3 separate regions of the Hordeum vulgare genome follow, and all the other regions are linked to region 1. The links are chromatin contacts, called in public Hi-C maps. All regions are on one chromosome and are shown on one strand. Each heading gives the region's core, a stretch centred on a gene start, on an enhancer-like site or on the middle of the called end of the contact. The rest is flanking DNA. Distances are from core to core; before and after follow the strand shown. Region 1 holds the start of LOC123427427 (BTB/POZ domain-containing protein At1g63850). Region 2 holds the start of LOC123427424 (SUMO-conjugating enzyme SCE1-like). Region 3 holds the start of LOC123427425 (scarecrow-like protein 8).

Evidence for each region. A called contact is a pair of places that touch in the nucleus more often than the background predicts.
Region 2: a Hi-C map of seedling shows a contact between it and region 1, with 2.8 times the contacts expected there. The contact joins the promoter of LOC123427424 here to the promoter of LOC123427427 in region 1. A contact is called at or near these places in 2 of 6 Hi-C or Micro-C datasets (leaf and seedling) and 1 of 1 datasets of contacts at active chromatin or transcription factors (embryo).
Region 3: a Hi-C map of seedling shows a contact between it and region 1, with 7 times the contacts expected there. The contact joins the promoter of LOC123427425 here to the promoter of LOC123427427 in region 1. A contact is called at or near these places in 1 of 6 Hi-C or Micro-C datasets (seedling) and 1 of 1 datasets of contacts at active chromatin or transcription factors (embryo).

What each region holds. Positions count from the first base shown.
Region 1 is chr2H:581,283,684-581,288,529 of MorexV3_pseudomolecules_assembly, forward strand. LOC123427427 (BTB/POZ domain-containing protein At1g63850) reads right to left here and starts at 2,205. Exons shown (of 3, transcript XM_045111472.1): 1 at 2,038-2,205; 2 at 1,343-1,975; 3 at 1-1,248. The coding sequence starts at 2,190. The coding sequence ends at 250.
Region 2 is chr2H:580,809,446-580,814,291 of MorexV3_pseudomolecules_assembly, forward strand. LOC123427424 (SUMO-conjugating enzyme SCE1-like) reads left to right here and starts at 2,861. Exons shown (of 5, transcript XM_045111467.1): 1 at 2,861-3,058; 2 at 3,186-3,269. The coding sequence starts at 2,987.
Region 3 is chr2H:580,905,695-580,910,540 of MorexV3_pseudomolecules_assembly, forward strand. LOC123427425 (scarecrow-like protein 8) reads left to right here and starts at 2,859. Exons shown (of 1, transcript XM_045111468.1): 1 at 2,859-4,846. The coding sequence starts at 3,148.

The DNA of each region.
Region 1 (4,846 bases), core at 955-3,454:
TAAGAGGTGTGTTCCGCAATGAATTTGAGGCATGTGCCTGCTGTGATAAGCTGCTATAATAGGCAATAAACAATCTACCCCACGATGAACAAGATGAACATACTCGTGTATAATTAATTTGCCTAGAACCAAACAGATGTAACAGAGAACTCAACAAGACAGTCAGAACACAACTACAGATCCCACGGAACTAACCTTTATATCCAAACATCAGCCACCCTTCATATCCAAGTTGGGCCAACAACTTCATCAAGAATTATCACAGATTGCTGTAATTCTCAAACGGGGTGGTTGCTCTGGTTCGGCACTCCTTTTCCAGAATGCACGCCGCCACCATACCTCGAAGCCTCTCTGAATGTTTGGGCAGTCCTCCCCAGAGTTGAGGAACCGATTAAACCAGGCAAGCAAGATCTCCTGCTGAGTAGCAAGCGGCAGTGTCAGGATCGTGTTTGCCAGCCCATCCTCAATCAAATGCCGGTCAAGCCCCTTGCATGCTCGCCGCATCCACCCAAAGTCTTCGTAGAAGGGCTCAAGCCAGGTACTCAGGAGCTGGGAGCGGGCCTCTTTGGACACTAAGATCTGCCCTTTGCCAACCCCGACGAAAAGCCTCGCCGTCACTCGGCTCACTTCATAGCGATGTATAGCCGGGACTTTACCATGCATCTCTGCCAACTCATTCTGTATTGCCCATGTCCTCAAGAAGTCCTCAGCAATCTGCCGCTCAACAAGGATGTCAAGCACCCAATGCAGGTTATCAGCCTGCCTAGCGATCTGTGGCACCTCCGATTGGTCACCTCCTGCAGCCCTCACAAATTGCTCACGCAGCAGGCACAGGCAGCCATTGCATGCCGAATAGAGTGACTCCTTGCGGAGGTCACCACCAATGGCTCCGCCACGCGATGCGCTGTTCTCTCTTAGCATTTTGGAGACCAGACCCTTCATCTCCCTCCTTGCCTTCTCGTCTTTGCCCTCCAGGACAACCTGCAGGAGCCTAACTAACACCTCTTCACCACCACCCACATTACTGCCACCGTTGCAATTTGGTCCCATTTCTACCTCCTCGGTCACCACAGAAGGTGTCAACTCCAGGGAGACCCTCTTAAGAACCTCCCCAGCGCCAGAGTTCTCAAGATGCAGCTGCGTCAACAATGCTGCCACTTTCTCGTCATCATCCTCCGCCCACGGAGCAGCCTCCAAATACTCCAAGCAAGAAAGCACTCCAGCGTCGAACACGATGGCTGCGGACACCTACAGATACAGAAAGAAGGTGGAAATTAAGGACCAAAAGCAAAATGATGTGAATTGACCATTAGACATGAGGAAAAGAAGAAAGGGGCGGTACCTTTAAAATGCCAAGGACCTTGGCCACATCCTCCCTCATGAGCCTCCTACGGAGATCCTTGCAGTACATGAGGCGCAGCGTCTCGACGTACACCTCGACGTCGTCGCAGTCGGAGATCTCGACGATGTGGGGCAGCGTCCGCTGCTGCTTGGACCAGCGGTCGGAGAGCTTGGCGGCGAAGAACCTGCTGTGCGCGACGAGTATGTGGCGGTGCACGCAGAGCGTGAGGGAGAGGCCGTCCTTGGAGCTGAGGGTGAGGCGCACGTCGGAGGAGTCGGCGTCGTTGAACTGGTTCCCGGGGCTGCAGCTGCCGATGAGCTCGGCGACGCGGTCCTGGAGCAGCGCCTGCCTGTCCATGGAGCGCGCGGGGGCGAGGGGGTTGTGGTGCTGATGCGGGTGCGGCGGGGCGGAGTGGGCTGCGGCGGCGGAGCGGGGCTGGTAGTCCTGCTCGTTGGCCATCATGTCGAAGAGGGTGGGGCTGGAGCGCGTCTTGTCGATCGGCAGCGGCGGAGGGGACATGGGGTTGAGGAGGCCGGCGTTGAGCGCGGAGTTGAACTTGGTGTAGCTGGAGGGGTAGGAGTGCGTGTAGGAGGGCGGGTTGGGGCTGGCGTAGGAGGAGGCGCCGGCGGCGGGCTGCTGCTGCTGCGGGGGCGGGCGGTCCATGGGGGGCCGGCGGTGCCGCGGGTGGCAGCGGCGGAGGAGTGGAAGTGGGAGGTGGAGGGGGCGGGGTGCGGCGCGCAGCACCAGGAGGAGAGGTCGTGGGGAACGAGGTGGGACTGGGAGTGGGAGGGGGGCGAGGGCAAGGGCTTCTTTGGGTGCGGCCTGCTGGATCTGGAGGAAGCGGCCATAGCAGGGAGTGGTAATCGTTCGGTTAGTTTTTTCCGGGTGCGGGGTGGGGGCGCGCGTCGCGTAGGCTGGCTGGCGTGGGGATTCTCGCCGCCCGAGGGCAGTCGGGCACGAGGCGGAGCGCTTGTCGCTTTTTTTGTTGAGGCGTGGTGGGGAGTAGTAATAATGGTTGTATCGCCCCGAGGGGACCACCCATTGCCAGTGCCGATGAGCGCTACACGGCGGAGAGTCTTTATTTTTTCTTCTGTGAAGAGGCACTGGTAGCTTGCATTACAGAGAAAAAGTCAATGTAAGTGTCTCAAACTACTTTTTATTATGGAGCATGCGTGTTCATATATCATCATTGTACATGCCCTGACCTCGTCCATAGTGACTCAGGCGCATCTTGCAACCTCGCACAGTCGCCCTTCCTTACCTTTACTCTCATCGCGCCGTCATCGGACAAAGACGGCGTGGCAGGCGACAGAATGTTCGAGCGGTGTGTCGGCGCACGCTGGGCTCACGATCTCGACGGGGCGGCGGCTCGGCCCGGCGTCCTTACGTGAGCGTGGCACCGGCTACCGGAGGGACGAGAGGCCCTCCGGGATTTGATCCCTCTTGCTGTTTTTTTTATGTTTTCGCAATTGTTTTTTTAGATTGGTTTTTTCGTCGATATATAGAGTTGCGGCGGAGGAACTTCTGATTCACTGTAATTTCTGGAGGTTTCTATATTTATAGAATTTTTGTACGTTAGAATCACGTCAAGATGGGTACCGGGGGGGCGTGTGGTGATTCTTTGTTCAAGTATTTCTCTTTTCTTCCAAAAAAATCGTTAAAAAGTTCTGTCTAATTCCGAAAACTTTTATTTCTACATAAAAAATAACATCACGGTAGTTCTGCTGAAAACAGCGTCAGTCCGGGTACAGATCCCTGTACCGCACTCCTGCCTTGAAGGCGCAGACTGCTTGATGCTCGGTGACGTTCTCCACCGTGTGGTAGAGAGTTGTCCAACACTGAATGAAGTCTCGCAGGGGCTCATTCTGCTTCTGGACGCAGTGCTGGAGCTCCACGAGGCCAGCAGGACGCTTGCACGCCCCTTCGAAGGCCCTGATGAACACTCGGGCCAGATCTGCCCAGCTGTAGATGCTTGAGGGGGCCAACTCGTTCAGCCACGCTCGCGCCGAGCCGTCGAGCATCAGAGGGAGGTGCTTCATGGCGACATGGTCGTCTCCTCCTCCGATCTGGACTGCCACTCGGTAATCATCCAGCCACGTTTCTGGCTTGGACTCTCCTGTAAACTTGCTAATTCCCGTCGCCAACCGGAAGTTGGGAGGGATGTCAGCCGAACAGGTGGCTCGACTGAAACACTCGGGACCAGAAACGATGGTCCTGCTTCCACTCGGACGGTGAATATCGTAACCATCGCGGTGGGCTCGGCCCCTGTCGACCCTCCGCTGGGCGATATGCCCTCTCTTGTCGGGCCTTGGGTCGTAAGTGCCGCCGACTAAACGCCGATCATCATGATGTCGGGGCCCGTAGGGCCCACCCCGCGGAGGGGTGCGTGAACGGCGACGATCTTCGGGATTTATGGAACGACTGCCTCCTCTGTGTCGCTGATGAGAACCAGGGCTATGAACTGACCGATGCGTATTCGCATGAACAGAACTATTGTAGATCCTGTTGTGCGACTGGGAGACCGCCGAATTTTGCTGCTGCGCCGTGTGCAACAGGGCGCGGATTTGCTCGATCCCCCTGCCAGCCTCTCAATCAGTCGGCTGAAGGGAATCGGCTATCTTGGCAGCCGCAGCCAAGTTGAGGAGGGGTGTGCGGAACAGCTCCACGTTGCTCCGCCGAGTGTGCCGACTGGCAGAACGGCGAAGCGGACGACGCGCGCCGGACGTTTCGCCGATCTCGTGCTCGTTCCGGCCAGCTTGACGGGGATCTTCATGGGAATTGGCCATGTGTACTTCTGCTGCAGGCCCGCGACCCGCGTACTCGGTAGGAAACTCAGTCGAAACCGAGCCCGAGTGCTGAGACGGCGGGGCAACCACAACTGACTCTAGAACCGCCACTTGTGAAGACGCGTTCTAGCGCACCTGGGCGTGTTGCACCCAACGCTGGAGTCGCGGACGGCGGGACCGCTTGCTGCTGCTGGAGAAGAAGAATGCCGCGGGCGCCGGCACGGAAGTGTGTAGCCCCACAACGGGGAAGCGCCTCGACATTGAGAGGAGCATCCCGAAGCCATGCCGAATCATCGACGATGAAGGAGAGAGCGCCGAAGAAGATCTGGTGACCCATGCTCGAATCTCCACCGGACAACATGACAAAAGGAAGTAGTCGCAAACTCGCCGGAAGTCGCTTAGACGCCTGCCCCACGGTGGGCGCCAACTGTCGTGGGTATAAGCCTGACAGTAGATGTGTAGGGTACGAAATGGATGGGCAGAGTCCCATCTACGGCGAGGTTGTATGAGTTCAGGCCCCTCTACGGTGGAGGTAATAGCCCTACGTCTCAGTGCTCTGGGAGCTTGTTGTTGGGGAACGTCGCATGGGAAACAAAAATTTTCCTACGCGCACGAAGACCTATCATGGTGATGTCCATCTACGAGAGGGGACGAGTGATCTACGTACCCTTGTAGATCATACAGCAGAAGCGTTAGTGAACGCGGTTGATGTAGTGGA
Region 2 (4,846 bases), core at 1,611-4,110, 470 kb before region 1:
ACACATCTATTCCTCCCAAATCACACTGTTTTAATTTCAGAAACTAATGACCAGTCCAAAAAGATATACGAATTATCAGAAAGTCGTCACCAAACCGGCAATCAGATAGAAGGGAGAAATGAATTGGTCGTGCATCAGACCCTCACTGGAGAAATAAAATACAAAAAATCTGTAGAGATTTTATTGAGCAGTGAGTCACAAAGTGTAAGCTTAAGCTAAAAGAATACAAGAAAAGAGGAGGTAGAATTACTTCAATATTTACACTTTATACTGCCACTAATATCACCTCATTCTCAAATTTGTGCTACAACAACATCAATTAACTGTTGCCAAATAAAAAAATTGAGAAGAGAATCAAAACACCCTAGGTCTTATGCTTATACAAGTTTCAACTAAAAAAATGATTGTACAAGTATGCAGGCTGAAAATATTTTAACAACTTACCCTAACAAAAATTGTGGGATTTCACATAAACTCATAATATATAGTAGCGAATACATCTGGAGCATCTGCCTAGATAACAAGATTGGAGGATTTCACATCAACTTACGGTAGTACTATAGAATCAAACAATAATGTTTAGTTTGCAAAGCAGAGTCCAGTGAATAGTCACGAAGAGTACATTGCATAAATAAGTATAACTTGAAATGTGGAATTGCTAAAATAATCAAATTCAGCAAGTTAACTCACTGTATGGGCATGGATCATATTTACTTCTGCAAGGTTTTATGCAGATTACCCCCACTAACATGGTCAATACAATAGTCATCTATCCAATATTTCAGGGATGAAAGTTAAACAGTACAAAAGCATAACAACTCATGTGATAAGGATCAAACAAAGAGAATTGCTATACAGACGATGGGATGTGCCCGATTTCTACACGACAATATATAGCAGCCATCGATCACCTCACTTCAGGTGGGCGGCAGCCATTTATCACGAGGTTGTGTGCAAACCGTCCTGCAAAAATTAACACTCTACATTCACAATAGTCAATAGTTAATTAACTAAAAAAAGCACCGTAGGTGAGGATCCTCCACTGTTCCGTATTTCTGCACGGGATGCAAACAGCAAACTTGTTGCCTAGCTTCCCCATTAATTTCTAGTATCCTTTTCTCCATTCTACACATGCTGCATAAAAAATATTGGGATATTGTTTAGTTTGTGTGGATCATTCCAAGCTTCGTGGGCGACTCTTGGTCATGGCACCAGACCTTGATGGCGTGCGACAGACTGTTGGCGGCAGAGCACGCGACGCAGGGCGCGATGGCGCTGCGCGGGGACCCGACGACGCCCAACTTCCTGACGCTCCCACCATCTTCTGCTTCCCGGTGCTCGAGCGACTCGACGTCTCGCTGTGGGGCCACCCTTTGCTCTCCTTAGCATCGTGAATCACAGGGCGCCCGCATCCTCCTCATCCGACCACCTCCCGCTCCACTTGGAATAGATCGTCGAACAGAACGCCGACCCCTCCATGTTTGCCAGCCTTGCATCCTTGTGGCGACCAAGCTCTCCATCGCCGATCTAGGGGGCATCGCGGTTGTGAGAGCCCCGCCCTCCATACGATGGCCATGTTGTCCGGCAATGTGGGAACAGAACGGGGAGAGGGAGAGAGATTAGTGAGGAGAGGAGAGAAAAGGAAGCAGGGCGTTGGGCGCGCCTAACCGACACAGGAGGTCGGCGGAGGCTTGGAGGAGCGCTGGCAGCGACCATAGGCAGGGTTGACTGGGGTGGATTGGGAAGTGCACGAAAGGAGGGCGAGGGAGGAGCGGCGGCACAACGTTGCTGCGGATCCGTATTTGTCGATCCAGGGAGAGAAAGAAGGATCGGATAGGCACGATTCAGGCGTAATTGACCCGAAAATCAAGGTGAGGGGGAGGGGGAGGCGGAGGCGGACGGGGAGGGGGAGTTGGAGGCGGAGGCGGACGGGGAGGGGGAGGCGGAGGCGGAGGCGAAGGTGATGGTGCAGGACAGGGCGTGTGGCTCCCGTTAATTCTGCCTAAATTTCTGTAGTTGATTGGCTCGTTTTTTTCGGGGAGGTGCAACAGTTGTTCGCTGTAGGAGGAGGTGGAGCACGGTCAGCCTTTGTTAATTTGGTAACTGCACACCATCGTAGTGCATGGATGGTGGAAGGCTGTTAGATTGTAATTTGTTGACTAATTGTGTGGTGGTGATTGGTGTTTGTTTTTTGTGGGGGTAATAGCTGTGTGTACTTAAAGAAGTTTTCGTTTGATCTTTTATTAGTAGTATAAATATGATACTTATATTGTCACCAGTCTTACGCCCTGTTTGGAACCACCCAGATTATATAATCCAGTTTTTATAATCTATTATGTCTCCAAACATGACAGATTACGGTGTAGATTACAAAAACTAGATGACCAGATTATTAAAAACTCATAATCTACTCTACATCAGCTAAAATCAGATTATGGATTGCTAATGACCCATTACCCTTGTAAAGTTAGAGATAATTACATTCCTACCATCGCCATCCTCCTCTTTTAAAAAAAACCAGAGGACAGACAGGTCATTATGCAATGTAAAAACCGGATTACAGTTTATATAATCTGGCTTTCAAACATGTTCACCTAGATTATTTTTATAAACCAGATTATATAATCTATCTTCATAATTCAAATTATCATAATCTATTATGGTTTCAAACAGGGTTTTAATAAACAAGACTTTTACCTGCACATTTTTTAATAAACAATACTTTTTAAAGTTCAGAGAGGAACAGGACATTTCAACTTATATCAGGTCGCCTTTCATTCATTAAAGAAAAAAAAACTCCGTCTGTTCGGTTGCGTCAGTGCAAGCCCCTTCCTATATTCATTGCCCCCACCGACCAGAAACCGAACCAAAGAGACAACCTAAAGTACAGAACAGTCCACGGCGCCGCGGCACCGAGCGACCCCGCGGGAGTCCCTGGAAGACGACGAAGCGGCGGCGACGACCGCAAGCTATTGTTGCGACCTGGATGGCCTCCGGAGGCATCGCCCGCGGCCGCCTAGCGGAGGAGCGCAAATCGTGGCGCAAGAACCACCCCCATGTGCGCGCCCGCACCACGACCTAGCTACTTGCCTTCTTCCGCTACTGTATTTTTTTCCCCTGTTTGTTTCTCTGGATCTACGCAAGTGGTGATGGATGGGGACGCTGTGGCTTCTTGGCTATTTCAGGGCTTCGTGGCCAAACCGGAGACCCTGCCGGATGGGTCCGTCAATCTCATGCTCTGGCGGTGCGTCATCCCCGGCAAGCCAGGGGTAAGAAAATACCGCGTCCTTTTTTTTTTACTCGCCCTGTACCCTGGTTAGCAATTTTGATGAATACGCGTTTCATCTTTAATTTATCTGAACCTGCCTGTGGCTGTATAGTTTGATTTTGTCACACACTGAAACTCGAGAAAAAAATTCACCATGATTTTCTCGAGTTTCTCTGAACTTGTTTGTGCTTCTGTACTAATAGAGGAGGGGTTTCAGTAGGTGCAGGGTTTTGCAATCCTTGATGCAGAAGTCTTTCGACTAGCTGAACATGAGACGTTGATAATGCAAAACCGTTGCCCCTTCAGTGCTGCAAGTGGAACATTGCACATTGTTATTGAAAAATCAGGGCATGAACGGACATTAGTATGCGAACATATTATATCCTATCCTAATGCAACCGAATCTGAGTTTGTTCTCTTGCATAACAGAACCAAACCTATGATCCATCTTTCTTAATTTGGTGCTTCGTTGTAGTGCTTTTGGCTTTTCAATCTCTGCCACTGCGTTATGTCGTTGCAGGATAAAACTTGATTACATTTTACAATCTTAAGGATCAGTTCATCAGTCCATGTCCCCTTTATCTGACCCAAATTATGATGATACGAAAGTAACTATTTTAAGCTTATGGTAGTTTTGAGGCAATTGATCAACATATAAAGATGCATGTGAGGTGTGAGTATAGGTAGAGACCAGTTTAACTGTTCCTTGTGTTAAAGTGTGCATAACATACAATACATTTATAAGCCCAGGCAGTGAATGATTGCACTATCCTGTCTCTGTTCGGTTGGTGTAGTACTTTTATTGAAGTTTTAGCATGATCACTTGATCCAGACATAGCATTTCAATTGACCTTGTCTGGTTATAACAAGTACTCCATACAGGATAGAAGCATGAACAGATAATACGAAAGTCTGAACACGAAATGGTGCACTACTGATTAACTTCTTTTGCCTTCTTGAAAATAAAACCAAATAAGCGGCACATTGAGTATTCGTTTCACAAAAAAATAATTTAGATGTTGAATCATCTCTTTAAAATATTTTTAAATGCTATTCTCAAGGCCAAGACAATGACAATTTCAACAAAAATCTTGTAAGCTACTCCCTCTGTATCTAAATACTTGTAGTTGGGGAGAACTAGTTTAGTTCTCCCCAACTACCAGTATTTAGGTACAGAGGGAGTACAATTTACTTCAATGTTCTGCTGTCTTTGTTGATGATCTTTACTTTTACTGCTTCACAAATAACAATTAAGTAATGATCACCACAAAATTGTGACCTGTTTTATATATGTTCCACTTATGCAAACAACCATAGTTGATGTTGGATTGTTCACCTCTATTGAACTACCACTGTTGATGCTCCTTTGTCGAGTATAGGTACATTAAACCATACATTGAGTCTTTTGTCCATGAGAAAGAAGAGTTAGACTCCCATCCTGTGGGAACTGAACTGAACTTTTCCCTTAAAATCCTTGTGAAATTCGAAACAGACACTTGTTGTATAAAATGCAGCACTGTAACTTATTGTTATCTGGTACTTCTTCAGTTCTTTGTGTGAATAGTGTAGTACTACAAT
Region 3 (4,846 bases), core at 1,609-4,108, 380 kb before region 1:
TATATGAATTTGACTGTTAAACGTCGCAGTCTATGAGAATTGGTTGTTCTCTAATAAATTCATGAAAGGCCCTGGGATATGACGTATACGCTCCACCTGCGGGGAAGCCTTGCGGCAGCCCAATATGGGTCTAGGATTTGTGTGAAACTAGTCTCACGAAAAACTTGTAGTTCTAGGCATAGTACACTATTCAAGTTGTGATCTAGTGTAGCATAAAATTCTAAATGGGAGTTCAATTTAACAGTCTCCATCAAGAACCAGTATATAAACAATGTTTTGAAACAAATGATGAGATGTGTCAATGAGACTTTATGGGGGATTTTTGGATTTTGCTAGTAGGCTTTTGGCCCAAAGCCCAACTAAAATCTGAAATTCTCATGGCCCATTTGAGTTGGCTGTTTGTGTGGTGTGAGTAGGACTAAAGTTTAGTCTCATACCACTAGTTGGGAGAGAGCTACACCTTCTTATAAGGTGACCTCTACTAGCACTTGTAAGAAAGTGAGAAGAGAAGATGCTCTCGCACACTACTCCTCCTCGCTCTCCTTGTCACGCCACGCCTCGTCACGACACGTCGCGGGTTGTGGGATTGAGCCGAGCCGAGCTCATACCTACGCGTTTATTTTTGCCGGTCAGGAACGGAGAATCCGTAACAACCGCCGTTACAACATATGGTTTTGCACCGTTCCAGATCATTGCGCCGCCATCCAATTCTTCTCCATCCCTCCTTCACCCGTGCACCGTGAGAAGGGACAACAGTCCTCCAGAACCCCGTCTCTCGTGATCCTGTACGGGAGTGGGTCGATCAGGTTATGGGGAGAACACTCGCGCGACTGCGGGCAGCGACGACTTCCTCAACGATGAGTTCTTCCCCGACTTCGGCAACCTCTTCCTCAACGACATGAGCGACAACATCAGCGTTGGCGGTTCTACTCCCGCTGCACCGTATGCAATCTTGTCCTCTTTGTTTGAGATCATGCTAGAATTTATGTGTCTAGTTTTTATCGTGGATTCGATCTACTTGTTTACTATACTGTTGTCGATTTATTTACTACTTATTTGATTAAATCTTATAGTAATTTGCTCATATTTTCAACACATGCATTTCAACTTAGTGTTTTGGTGCGGCGTGTGCCTAGCATTTTCTATATGCAGCATGGTCATGATTTCGAAACGTGAACTAGGTGGGGGCATCTGTGTGAGACCGTGTAGTCGATGCCGCAGAATAAGAGCGGTGATGTTGACAGCCCCACTTGGTTCGAACGAAACTAGAATAAAGCATGGACCCATGCTTCAGGTCCCGCTTACCAGCGTCCTATCTATTTGCTTGTTTCTTCTCGGTGCCGGTCAAGCCATTTGGAAGCGAACATTCGAATTTGTTGGCTCACACGTGTCTACCCTGGTCTATCGTTGTACAAAAGTCCCGAAATTTTATGGTTGTAGTTTCGTATATTTGTTGAGAACACAGACACAATGGTAAACTAATACTAGTACTGGTCTAAAGTATAAGCAATACTTTGGGAAATGTTTAAATTAGTCACGTGGAACTGGCTCAATTCTCACGTAGGGACTGAAACCAGTAAACCTCTCCTGTTCTTTTGTTTGTCCAAGTTAAAGCAGGTGAAAGATTGGAAGAATCTTACCCGCAAAAAAAAGAGAGGAAGAATCTGTCACGTTGGTGCATGCACCACGTGTAACAATAGTATAGGTGATTAGCTAAGCATGGTGCGGCCGCGTGGGTGCGTAGCACGAAAGCGGGATCCTGGAGCGTAAAAGGTGCCAACGTATGAACACACAGAACAGAAGGCAACCGAACTAGAAGCAGCAGCGGGCTTGGGCTCGAAGAGGTGGGTACGGGGTTGTTGGGTGGATGTTTGGACGATCGGTTTCCTAACCAACTCCAAACGCACCCGGAAACAAGCAACCTCGAGTGCACACGCCCCTTCAATCAAAAAGGTGGGGAAAGAGAGAAGGAAATCGCGTACGATTCGATCATTTTCACGGGATGGGATTATCTTCCCTCGTGCTTCCACGCCCGGATTTCTTTTCAGAGAAACTCCGTGATTTAAGCTGTCACGTAATTCGCCAGGGGAGCGCTAGCCAATTGGCGATGGCCAGGATCGGCTCGTGTGGCCAGGCGACGGGCAACGTCGCCCCGGTCTCTCTACCTAAGCCGCGAAAGCGAGGCCTCCCTGTGCACACAGCACAACCCCTACCGCCACCAATCTGGATTAGTAGTAGGAGTAGAATAAAATTGTTTCGCACCGCTGCTAGTAGTACCAGTTGCAGTGCACCAATCCGTTGCTAAAATATTGATATCCCGCGGCCATCTGTTCCTTCCCTTTCGTTCGCCGAATGGAAAGAGACTGCGACTTCTAGAAATCGCAATCGGGTCCCGCTGGCGGTGACCCGCCGCGTGCATGCACAGGGAGGGATCTCCCGCCCGCCCTCCGATGCCCGGCCCCACCCGCAAGCATACACCTGCCGCTGCTGCCTCCTCGTTCGAAATTCACGCGAGCGAAGCGAGCGCGGTGCCGTAGAGCGTAGCGTAGCCACGAAACCGCGGGTCGTTCCCCGGAAAAAACGAGGCGAAAACCAGGCGGTGGCTGGCGCGCGGGGCGGCCACCGGCAGGCGTCGGTGGCGGCAGCGTGCCACAGCAAGCCATAGCCCAGGCCGGACTCTTGGTAGCGTCGTCTGGAGGAGAGGCGGGATTGCGTGACGCAGCGCGTATCCATGGCTTCACACCATTCATTCATTCACCACACCGCGCATTTATTTTAGGCAAGCACGAAGGGCGCGCGGGGCCCGGCCCCCGCAGGTAAGTTAAAGGTAAACGAACCCGGCTGGCCGCGACGTGGCCCGCGGCGTCAGCGGGGTTGCCGCCGTATAGGTAATGCATTGCTACGGGTGTGGGTGTGGGTGGGGGTGGCTTTATAACAGCGGAGAGGGGGGGGGGGGGGAGGAGGGCGCGTTTTATTAGGGGAAGCAATTGAATGGGATGAATGGCACCCGTTTATAGCTGCGCCTGTAGCTGTACCCATAGCATTAGCGTTTGGAGCTAGGAGCTAGTATTCCCCTGCCTGCCTACTCCCAGCGCCTCCGTCTACCTCCTCGTCCTCCCGCTGCCGGCCGGGCTTCGCTTCGCCTGCATGGAGCCGGGCGGGCCGTGGCGCGATCCGCGCCAGGGGTACGTGTACGGGCTCGGATCGCCGATGCAGATGCCGGCGCAGCAGCGCTCCGACCCGGCCGCCGTTGGCGGCGTTCTCAAGCGGAGCCTCGGCGAGATAGAGAGGTGGCAGCACCACCGCCTGCAGCAGGAGCTCTACATGCGCGCTGTCCGGCAGCGCACGGTCGGGACCTCGCCGGACTTCGCCGCGGTGTTCGGCGGGGTCCCGTCTCAGCCCTTCTTCTCCGGGTCGAGCCTGGGCGGTGGCCTCGCGTCGCCGTCGTCCACGCTGTCGTCCCTCACGACCGCGTCCAGGGCGGCCATGCCGCTGATTCAACAGCATGTGCATCGGCAGGCGCCGTTCGTGCCGTCCTCTGCGCATGCGCAGCCGCAGGCGCAGGCTCAGGCGCATGCTCTCGCGGTGGGGAGGGAGCCGACTCCATCTGCGGTTGGGAGCGAACTGTCCATCCTGCAGGACCTGGAGAAGCAGCTGCTCGGCGACGACGACGAGGCTGAGCCGGCGATGAGCGGAACCGGTTCTACGGTCACCAGCTCCGAGTGGGAAGAGACCATACAGCGGCTCAACTCCATCACGGCCGCGCCGTCTCCTCCGCTCTACGCGGAGGCGACTCCGAACAATAAGAACAACTACAGCGCGGCCATGACGGGGTCGCCGTCGAACTCGTCCACTTCTACGGCTTCTTCCTCGGCTTCCTGCTCACCGCCAATCTCGGCCACCACGTCGCGTCAACTACTCTCCGAAGCAGCGGTTGCCATCGCCGACGGCAACTTTGAAACGGCAGCCGCTAATCTGGCGACTCTCAAGCGCGCCGCTAACCCGCGCGGTGACGCGGAGCACCGGCTGGTGGCCATGATGGTGGCCGTCTTGTCTTCGCGCATTGTGCCCACTGCCTCGGCATCGTCCCAGCACCTCGCTGACCTCTGCAGCGCCGAGCACCATACCGGGTGCCAGCTCCTCCACGACATCACGCCCTGCTTCCGCCTCGCCCTCGACGCCGCTAACATCGCCATCGTTGAAGCCGTCGCCGGCCACCGCGCCGTACATCTGGTGGACTTCGACATCAACGCCCCGCAGCACGCGATTCTCATCCAGCGCCTCGCCGACCGGCGCGTGCCGGGGACATCCCTGCAGGTGACCGCCGTAACCGATCCCACCTCACCCTTTACGCAGTCTCTAACAGCGACGCTCCCCGGCGTCGGGGAGCGGCTCAAGAAGCTGGCGGAGCGCGCCGGCATAGAGTACAGCTTCAGAATTGTCAGCTGCAGAGCAGCAGAGATTGAGGCATCCAAGCTGGGGTGCGAGCCCGGGGAGGCGCTGGCCGTCAACCTCGCCTTCGCGCTCTCGCACGTGCCTGACGAGAGCGTCTCGCCGGCGAACCCCCGCGACGAGCTGCTCCGGCGCGTGCGCGCTCTCGGCCCGCAGATCGTGACACTCGTGGAGCAGGAGCTGAACTCGAACACCGCCCCGCTGGCCACGCGCTTCTCGGACGCGTGCTTGCACTACGGAGCCATCCTCGACTCGCTGGACTCGACGGTCAGCCGGGAGAGCGCGGACAGGGCGCGGGCTGAGGAGGCGGTGGCGAACATGTCGGCTAACGCGGTGGGCCGGGAGGGTGCCGACCGGCTGGAGCGGTGCGAGGTCTTCGGCAAATGGCGCGCGC